2 separate regions of the Mus musculus genome follow, and region 2 is linked to region 1. The links are chromatin contacts, called in public HiChIP or PLAC-seq maps. All regions are on one chromosome and are shown on one strand. The core of a region is the stretch at or near the end of the contact, and the rest is flanking DNA. Distances in the headings are between cores, read along the strand shown. Region 1 overlaps Slc1a2 (solute carrier family 1 (glial high affinity glutamate transporter), member 2). Region 2 overlaps Gm34483 (a long non-coding RNA gene).

The links. HiChIP or PLAC-seq counts read pairs in DNA pulled down with a chosen protein or histone mark.
Region 2: a BATF HiChIP or PLAC-seq map of CD8 T cells shows a contact between it and region 1, with 20 read pairs. The contact joins two enhancer-like sites. A contact is called at or near these places in 2 of 484 Hi-C or Micro-C datasets (embryonic stem cells and nephron progenitors), 2 of 115 datasets of contacts at active chromatin or transcription factors (CD8 T cells and Th17 cells) and 2 of 9 other capture datasets (adipose tissue and pancreatic islet).

The regions. Positions count from the first base shown.
Region 1 is chr2:102,690,539-102,695,172 of GRCm38.p6, forward strand. The region is part of intron 1 of Slc1a2 (solute carrier family 1 (glial high affinity glutamate transporter), member 2); the gene reads left to right. Among named protein-coding and RNA genes, the nearest start is that of Slc1a2, 34 kb to the left of the region's middle. Within about 2 kb of position 2,058, at least 20 of the 459 cell types and tissues checked have an H3K27ac peak or open chromatin away from gene starts, as enhancers often do. A contact at or near this core is called in CD8 T cells and Th17 cells, where this site is marked.
Region 2 is chr2:102,955,167-102,959,800 of GRCm38.p6, forward strand. It overlaps Gm34483 (a long non-coding RNA gene), which reads left to right. Exons shown (of 6, transcript XR_866583.2): 5 at 1,748-1,948. Among named protein-coding and RNA genes, the nearest start is that of Gm34483, 16 kb to the left of the region's middle. Within about 2 kb of position 1,930, at least 60 of the 459 cell types and tissues checked have an H3K27ac peak or open chromatin away from gene starts, as enhancers often do. A contact at or near this core is called in CD8 T cells and Th17 cells, where this site is marked.

The DNA of each region.
Region 1 (4,634 bases), core at 808-3,307:
CTGAATTGCTACTGTGTGACCAAAAGTGGGTAGCACCCACAACATACCCTCACAGGATGAAGGATGACTTTGTCCTGGTGGGCTGGGGCTGGCAGCCACAAGATGCAGTCATTATACTCAGAATGGCAGCTTAAAATGTATGAGCTGCTTATTTCTGGAATGAACAGCTAGCTCCCTGTTTTCACGCCTTGGTGGTTATGGGCAGTGAATTATGGGAAGCCCAACCACAGTAAGCAGAGACACCACACTGACATCCTAGTTTCGTGGACAGGGGAAGACGAACTCAGAGACACCATGCTCACACTCCATAGCTGGTGAGCAGAGAACCAAGCCACACCCAGCATCCACCTTCACCAGCTATGTGTGCCCTCCATCTTCAGCGTGGCCATCCCTTCTCTTCCAAGTCCTAGCATCAGTTTCATCTATTCAAGCCTTACAACACCTTGAGGCTTTTTCCTTTTGCAATGCCACTGTGAAAATAATCTTCCTAGAGTAAAACAAAAATAAATTTTAACCAAACAACCATACAAAGTAACAAACCCAAACAATATCAACCCTAATCCTTCTGCTCTCAGTTTATGGTCTTTAAGTCTGTGTGGTTGTTATTTGAATAAAGCCGTGTAACAGGGCATGGGGACTCACCCTCGTTGTCACTTCAGTACTTTGGAGGATGGCTGGGAGTTGGAGGCTGGCCTGGGTGTTGTCCCATCTTGCTTTCCTCTGGCTGTGATAAAACACTGACAAAAAGCAATATAGGGAGGAAAGAGTTTATTTGACTTAAACATCTGGGCCACGGTCTATCACCGTGGGAAGTCAAGACAGTATCTCAGAGCAGGAACCTGGAAGCAGGAACTGGAGGAGAGCCATGGAGGAGTGCTGTTCACTGGCTTGCTCACTCAGGACCACCTGCTCAGACATGTCTCTCTCCATACTGGGCTAGGCCCTCCTACATTGATCATCAATCAAGAGAATGCTCCATAGACTTGCCTATAGGCCAATCTGATGGAGACATTTGTTCAATTGCACTTTCCTATTTTTTTTAGATGACTCTGGCTTATGTTATGTTGATGAAAAAAACTAACCATCAGTACTATAATAGCAAGTTCCAAGCAAACCCGAGCCTCACAGTAAAACCCTGTGTCAAGTATATATATAAAACCTCACCCCAAACCAAACCAAACCAAACCAAACCAAACCAAACCAAACTAAACCTTGCAAAACCAAACCAAGCTTAACCAAACGAAACCAAACCAAACCTAATGAAAGCAAACCAAATCAAATAAAAATAAAACAACAAAAACGAATGCATGCTGTTTGAAGTGTGCTATTTTATTTAGGAATCTATCAGATACATTCCTCCTATATTCTTTCTTAATGTATCGTCAACGATCCAGGCAGTGTACATGTATTTTAAGTCACAGATAGCTCAAGTAACTGACTCAGTAAGTACTCTACTGTTGCACAATTCTGTAATTTCTAAGACCTCATTATCTGCTCGACACACGGATGAATCTCTTCTGTATGTGCACTCTCCTCTGTGTGTTTAACTCAGCTGGTTGTAGATTTTTAGCTTTTGTAGTGTCCTGGCAGTCAAAGCTGAGTTAGATGGAAGGCTAAGGTTCAGAGGGAATATTTAAGGACTGGGGATATAGCTGGGTGGAAGAGTGCTTGAATTCAATCCCCTGTACCAAACCTGTTAAGTTCCTCTCAGTACTGTATCACAGGAAATAGATATCTCAAATGTTTGAAACAGAATCGTAGGTGTCTATGTTTTAGGATAAATGTGAAGGCATGATTTGTACTTTCACAAATAGTAGGTACATTTTTCATGAGAAGTTGACTCTCTGTTGTGGTGAAAACTTTCAAGGTTGCTCAGGGCCACAACGAGCAGGTGAATCCATAGAAAGGTCAACCCGGTGGCTGAACACATCCTCTGTGGCACAAATGTTTTCCTTTTAAGTCTGGTTCACATCCCACTTGCTGTGCAGTCTTGGGCATGTTGGCTAATGCACTGTCTCCACCCATCAAATGGGCCCATTGTGGTGAGCATTTAACCTTAAGAGAATGTGAGTCGGTTGGAGGATGCGTGCAGGCCACTGTCATCTGTCATATTGTTCTGCTCATCATCATAGCCATCTCCCCTCCCTGAAGGGTCTGTGTGCAAAATCCCATTCTCACCCTCTGTGTGCAGCTCCTGAAGGCCACCAGGGATACATAGCTTTTCTTGGAAAGGCAGCCAATGAAATGGTGCCGTGGAGCCTGTTATTTTCTGGAAGTGCCAAAGGGAGCTTATGGTCTCCCACTTTCTGTAGGAGAGAAAGGCAATCTGGGTGCCTCTGAACCAGCACAGTGGAAATCAGTGGACAGATTTGTGGGTTACTTATTGTCTCTCTGCTTTAAAGTTTTTAAAAATTAAAACATTTAACGACAGCCCTATATCCAGATTTCTTCAAGTATTCTTGGTGCCACGCCAAAGGGAAAGAGGAAGGAGTCTTACTGGCTGATGTAACTGAGTCTCACTGAGGTGTTCAGGAATTCCAGGGATTTAGATGCAGCAGGACTGGGGGGCCAATCTGTTACTCAGTCTCTTAGCTGAGCTTGGTTCTGAGTTATCTTTGTTCCAGGCAATGATGGGTCAAGCTCAAGGCATACGGTGCCTTCATAGTTAATAATTACAGCAATGAAAACTGCCTCTTTTTTTTTTCTGACGATCCAGAAAGGCCCCCAGGGAAGATTCTAGTTGGGTGAACTCCAGTTCCATTCATTCCTGGTGTAACCAGTGAGGAAACGTTCACTCCGATTGGCTAAATATGGATTATTGTTTGTACTTTCATGGAGCGTGTAGAGATGGGTGGTTCTCCAAAGAGATGCTGAGAAGACAATAGGGAAGGGAAGCAGAAGGAAAGGAATGGAAAGAAAACAAAAGAGAGAAAGAGGAGGAATACATGTAACTACTACTCAGAAATTCCCACAGTTAGGTAACTTATACCAGAGCTATGTAATACCTCGTGGAAGCTTAATTCATGAACTTTTCTTTCCCCCACCCCCACAAGGGTGTGATTTTTCAGTGAAGTGTTGTTTTCTTGCACCTGAAGCGTCAGTATTTGCCGTGACTGCTGCTTCTTGGAGCTCAGGGTGTCATTAGTAGCATAACAGCCACGCGGTGTGGCTTAGCCTTTTCCCTATAGACAGATGCTAAAAATACCCAGAGCACTGCAAACAAGCAGGGCGTGCCCACCTGGGATGGACTCTCAGCCACTAAGCCGCCTTAGCCCTGGCTCTGCAGGGAGAGGCACTGGCTCTGCTAGGACTCTGTTGATAGAGGAGACGAGGGGGCTGCTGGTGGAGGAGAACTGTGTGGAGGAGAGGAAATGGGGGAACCTGATAACACTTTTTTGTTTGCACTGACTTTGCTGTTCTCTGTAGACTTGAACTAAGATGTGTCAAGAGATCAGAGCAGTCCCCGCAGCAGCGCAGATTAGCTGGGATTTAAACTAAAACTCCTTAACCAAGAGGTCACCTAGACTTAAGCCTCCCGAATGTGTCCATGAAGAGGCCCAAGGAGCACAGCATTCAGAGAAGGTTAGTGTGCATGCTGATCAGGGCCAAAGCTATGCCTCAAGAACCAAGGAAAATTCCAGAGCCTTTCTGTGGAACCTTTAGGTGGAGTTGAACCATACAGAGAGCCAGGGTCATCTTAATTCAAGTGTGCGCCTCTCTTCTGTGTCTGAAGAGGTCAAGAGTATTGGCATCTTATGTTGAACAGCTATAGTAGAGAGCCTGCTTGCTTGCTAACTGGGTTGTCTTATCATGCCAGTGAGCTCTTGGGGTTTTCAAAAGCTAGCCAAGGGATTACATGATATGCTTAGACAGGTTATGGAAATATGTGACTCATAGCAGATCTGACCTTTCATACACTGTTTGGAATCATCTTGTGCCTATTTAACAATATAATGAACCCTACTTAGCGAGAACATGCAGGCCACGGTGTTGGCTGATTGAGTGGGACTGACTTGATGTTTCTAGAGAGATGGTCATAGAAAGGAAAAACAGAGGCGATCAATGGCCCTTTGGTCTTAACAATTTTATTTAAACAATTCCGTGGACACCTGGACTTGTCCCAACTTTTATGTTTCCCACTGGCAACTGCCACTCGGATGATCGATTGCCCAGAAGTTGTTCTCAGAACCATCTTTCCATTGGCCTGGGATTTAAGTGAAAAAGTTAGTCCTCAAAGGATAAGTATGAATCAGTTCTTGGGACAAAATGTACTTCACATTGTTTCTTTCCATACATGTGTGTGTGTGTGTGTGTGTGTGTGTGTACCCTGGACATATGCTTCTCATTGGAAAAACTCGATCGAATGTCTGTCTCTCTGGGCTGGCTCTCACGGAGAGCCTTTGGCATCTTCTCAAGCCTCAAGTGAAGTCATCTGAGCTCCCAGATTGCTAGGTGGTCGCTCCCAGGGAGTGTGGCAGAGGCAGGGGTGCCTGGCTCTGGGAGTTTGCTTTCTTAGAGGTTTATGACTGAAAAAACAAAGAAAGAAAAGAAGCAGTATATTGTCTATTTAATCTGCATTGTCTAAATGTGGCAAAGTATTTAGAGGTTTTGAGTCAGAACAGCCTCCTAATAAC
Region 2 (4,634 bases), core at 680-3,179, 260 kb after region 1:
TTGCCAGAGGTTACTTAGAGGAAGGGGAAAGTTACAGCAGGGCAGCACGTCCCAGGTTGACAGGATCTGAGTCAGGCAGGGTCAAGATGTGGGGGGGTGGGGGGGGTTCAGAGTTTCACTGAGAGAGAAAGTGAGGATCCAAAGCGAGGGACCATGAGTCACAGCAGAACTGCAAGCCTCGAAGAACCAAAGACATCTGCAACCTGTGGCTGCAGAACCAGGTGGGTGTGCAATTCAGATAGAAGCCAACTGAAAACATGAAATTCAGCATCAGACCATTCAAACACTGGGAGGTGCTGGTGTTGATCGGTAGTGAAGGAGGAAGAGATGTGGTCAGTTTTAAGGACCAGGAACAGCAAGGAGTGTGTGTGTGTGTGTGTGTGTGTGTGTGTGTGTGTGTGTGTGTGTGTGTGTATGTGTGTGTGTGTGTCTGTGTATCTGCGTGTCTGTGTGTCTGTGTGTCAGGGGGTGATGCTTAGAGACCAGCCTCTTCCTCAAGTAAAGAAAGCTTCAGTTGGGTCTCTTGGCTTTCTTACTCCTGTTCATAAAAATCAGCTGAAAGATTCCACAGAGGCAATGTATAGACTTACTGTCTATCTAAGTGAGGATAAGTTCAGATGACATCTTAGAAGAGATTTTTCAATTTAAATTGTCTTTTTTATTTTGAGAATTTTATACCTGGGTGTTGTATTTACTTCATATCTATTCCTCCCTCTCCCCACAACTCTTTCTGTGTTCCCCTACTCCCTATTAAGTTTGGGACATCTTCTATAATTACTATAATATGTATATGTATGTGTATATATGTATTTGTATTTGTATTTTTACTTGTACATGTACATGTATATGTACATATATAATCACAACCTACTGAGTCCATTTAGCATGACTTTTAAGTACACACTGATAAGTGTAGCTCTCAATCCTCATCCAGAAAACATTTTGGTTCTTCTTGAAGCATATGGAGGCTACTACAAAGATCAACAACCATTCAAAATGCACAGACTAAATGACCATGGGATGTCCAGGTCCAACTGGTGCAGCTACAGTGAAGAGGGGTTTTGTCACACTTATGACTCTGACTGACCACGTGAGGTCAGATTGGGAAGCTGGGTAAACACATGAGTTTCTGCTGTAGAAGTATCAGTCAGAAATATCCAAAAGCCAGGAAAATGACCACATGTCTGAGCTGCTATGTAAGATTTGTGGCTTGTGATCCAATTAGACAAGCTGTCAAATCATAGGATTCTGGTGTGGGCTGGCCTCGGTCAGCCCGTGGAAGCAGTTTAAGAAGGACAAGGCTCAGCCCATGTTGTCTGTGGACCTCAATACATCATTCCTCTTGAGGAGAAGGTGTGATCTACTTTTCCCACAATCAAGGGCCCCATAGTGAGTTTTAAACTATTTTCTCAACTATGTCACAAAGACTTTCCTAGACATTACAAGCCCCTGAAAAGTGGGCCGGCACAAGTGAAAACAGCTGTTGGGTAGATGTAGATCATAGTTCTGGGGTGATTGGGCCGTTCCTTTGATTTATTTCTTCAGCGAGGCAAAGCTACGTCATTTGAAAAGCATGTTAGGAGATGTAAGCTGCCTTCATGAGGTCATGGATGTTGCTAATATCCTAACTCAGGGACAAGCAATCTCATTTCTAAAAATCCTGCTGTGACTCTCCAAAAACCATTTCCTAAGTCAGAAATAACAATAAGCTGTAAAAAATGTAACTTGCTTTTATTTCTATGTTTAGCCTGCAGTTCATGAAGACGCGCCCTCTGGGCTGGCAGCCCGACAGTACCTCATAGCACTTAGTAAGTTTCCCATGAGCTGATGGATCTGCTGCCTTTTTTACCCTTCCTGCTGCAGCTACTGTAGAAGACTCATGTGCCTCGTTCATCGTCTCATGTGAAACACAAAGCACCAGACCTGAGATCTGAGAGTCATTTGATGAGTAGGTATTGTGGTGATTAATAATGACTGTATATGTGACAGGATATAGAGTCACCATGGCAACAAGCTTCGAGGCATATTTGTGAGGTAGTTTCAAGATTAGTTGAATAGAGAAGGCTCACCTAACTGTGGCCTGTGCCAGTGGGCAGAGAGGTCCTAGACTGGATGAAACAGAGAAAGCAAGCTGGGCACCAGCATCTCTCTCTCTCTCTCTCTCTCTCTCTCTCTCTCTCTCTCTCTCTCTCTCTCTCTCTCTCCATTCTGACTGCAGCTACAATGTGGTCACCTGAGCTGCTGTCACCATGCCTTCCCTTCCATGGTGGACTGGAACCTTACACTAGAAGCCTACGTTGTTTCCCTAGGGTATTTTGTCTCAGCAATAAGAAAAGATTTGCTAATGTCGGTATTTAATAAACCAATCAATTAATTAAAATCTTAGATAAATAAGCTTCCTATCTTAAATAGACAAAGCAAAATATCTAGCATAGAACAGACACTCAGAACTGGCAATGTCACCACTAAATGTCTGTCAAGAGAAAAAGCTGCTTTTTTATATTTATGGATATTTATTATAGACATCTATATTAGAATTTCCATTAGATTTCTTCTTGTTGTTGTTGTTTTGAAAAGGCTGCTTTTAATAATCGCCTGTGAAGAATCTTATCGAAGTTCCTTGACATCATCATGGGAAGAGCAGAGGTGGTGGCAAGCCTTTCAAGGTTGTCATTCCCCCTTGCCATCTAGCTGTGAACATTAAGATCAGCCTTGGAGCCTGTCCTTACATTTCTTCTTTTTGTTCAAACCATAAAATCCTGTGTGGTTCGGATTAAGTTTTGAGCAGGGGCTCTATTCATTTGGTGACTCATTGGAAGGAGAATGGAAAACATTGAGAGATTTTCAGCTAATGAATAAAATGTGTGGGGTAGTACCTCTCCAGGTCCCGGCTCTCAGTCACAGCTCACTGTGGGAAGGATGCCCTGCTTGTCCAAAGACTGGATGCTCTACCACAAGAACGGAATGCCCTGCGCTTAACCAAAGACCATGGGAGGAAACTATGGCACTGGCTCGTCCTAGGGTGGCCCCTTGCAAGTCAAATCCCAGCTGAGCTTGGGACAGAGCTAAGAGTTTTGCTTGTGGCACTCCTCACAGAAGGTTTGGTTTCCACTGACGTCCAACTTTGGAGACAGAATATTACCTCAGTCATCTTTACACCTGGAACAACCCAGCCATCTGGAGTAAAGCCAGCCTTGGAGCTAACTCTTCTACCAGCAGTATATCTGCTTCCTGCTATGGAAGCAGGCCCGAGGGCAGGGCTGATCGCTGAGGACCCTTCATTAGAGGGCTTCTCTTATCTCCATTTGTCTCCTCCCAAAGTGACCTCATCCAGTCTGAAGACAGTCAACACCAACTCCCAAATGCATGTCTTCAGCCTGACTTTCAAACTCCAGCTTCATTACCTTCACCAGCCTCCTTATCACTCCTGTTTTGGATACCTAACAGCCGTCCATCCTAACGCATGCTAACAGAATTTCAGAAGCTCCCACGACACCTGCTCTCCCACGTCTCAGTTGACAAGGACTCCATTCTTTCAGCTGCTCAGGCCAAACCTTGCCACCTCACTTTGATTCACGGCCCGCTTCCAAACAGTAAATCTGATTTCATCAGTGACATAAGATACATCCGGTTCTCACCATCTCCACTGCAGCTGTCAGGACATTGGATTCGCTCATCTTTTTGACTTCCTAACTGGCTCTGTCGCACTTTCACCTACCTCCTGTGAATTCTTTCCATGCAGTCTATATGAATTAAACTGAAGTCATAGCATACTGTTCTTTCCATTAGCACGCCCCCTTCCACACATATACACACCCAGGGCCTTCCACAGTACTCTGAGAAAGAGCCAAGCCTCACAACCTCTGGTGACCTGCCTGGGCCCTTCCCTCTGACTTCACTTCCCACCAATGTCTTCTTGGCTCCCCTTCCCGCCACACCTGCTTCCTGGCTGTCCTCCCAGGTACTGTCCTGTTCACTCATCTTTTCCTTCAAGCTTCACCTTGGGGTGGCACGTTCCCCATTCACCATCTGTACAGGGAAAGTATTCCTGCTGGACCCTCTGCCCACACTGCCGGTGTGAAGATTCTTTCACAATGTCCTTGCGGTACATTGAGACATCCCAGCTTCTTCTCTGTGATGATCGGTTGGGTTCAGACAGAAGAAGAAACACACATCAGGTTCAGAAAAGTAGATTTACTAGACTCACATGTTACTTGGGGCTGTGGGAAAACACAGGGTGGTCAGAGGGCAGAGAAGTCAGGAAAAACCCAGGGACTGCCTTTTATGGGCATTCCTATGAGCAAAGGCAGGCTGGCAAGGCAAAGATTCAAGATTAACTAGTTTGCATAATTCATCAAGCTCTAAGTTATTGGATTGTTCCTGGTTGGCCTGGTGTCTAACCCTGGGATGACTAAACATACAGGGGTGCTGGGCCCAAACAGAGATGTGGCTCTAGGTTAGCCAATTTGCATATCAAAGGCCTGTTCCAGGCAGGACCTTCTGCTATCCCCCTGGCTTGGGGAGGCTTTTTAAAATGTCAAGACATCACCTTGTTCAAAGCAGTCTTAAATATTTACAGTCCATGTATTTTCTACCAAAGTGTAACTCCACGAGGAGTCTTCTCTCTTTCCACT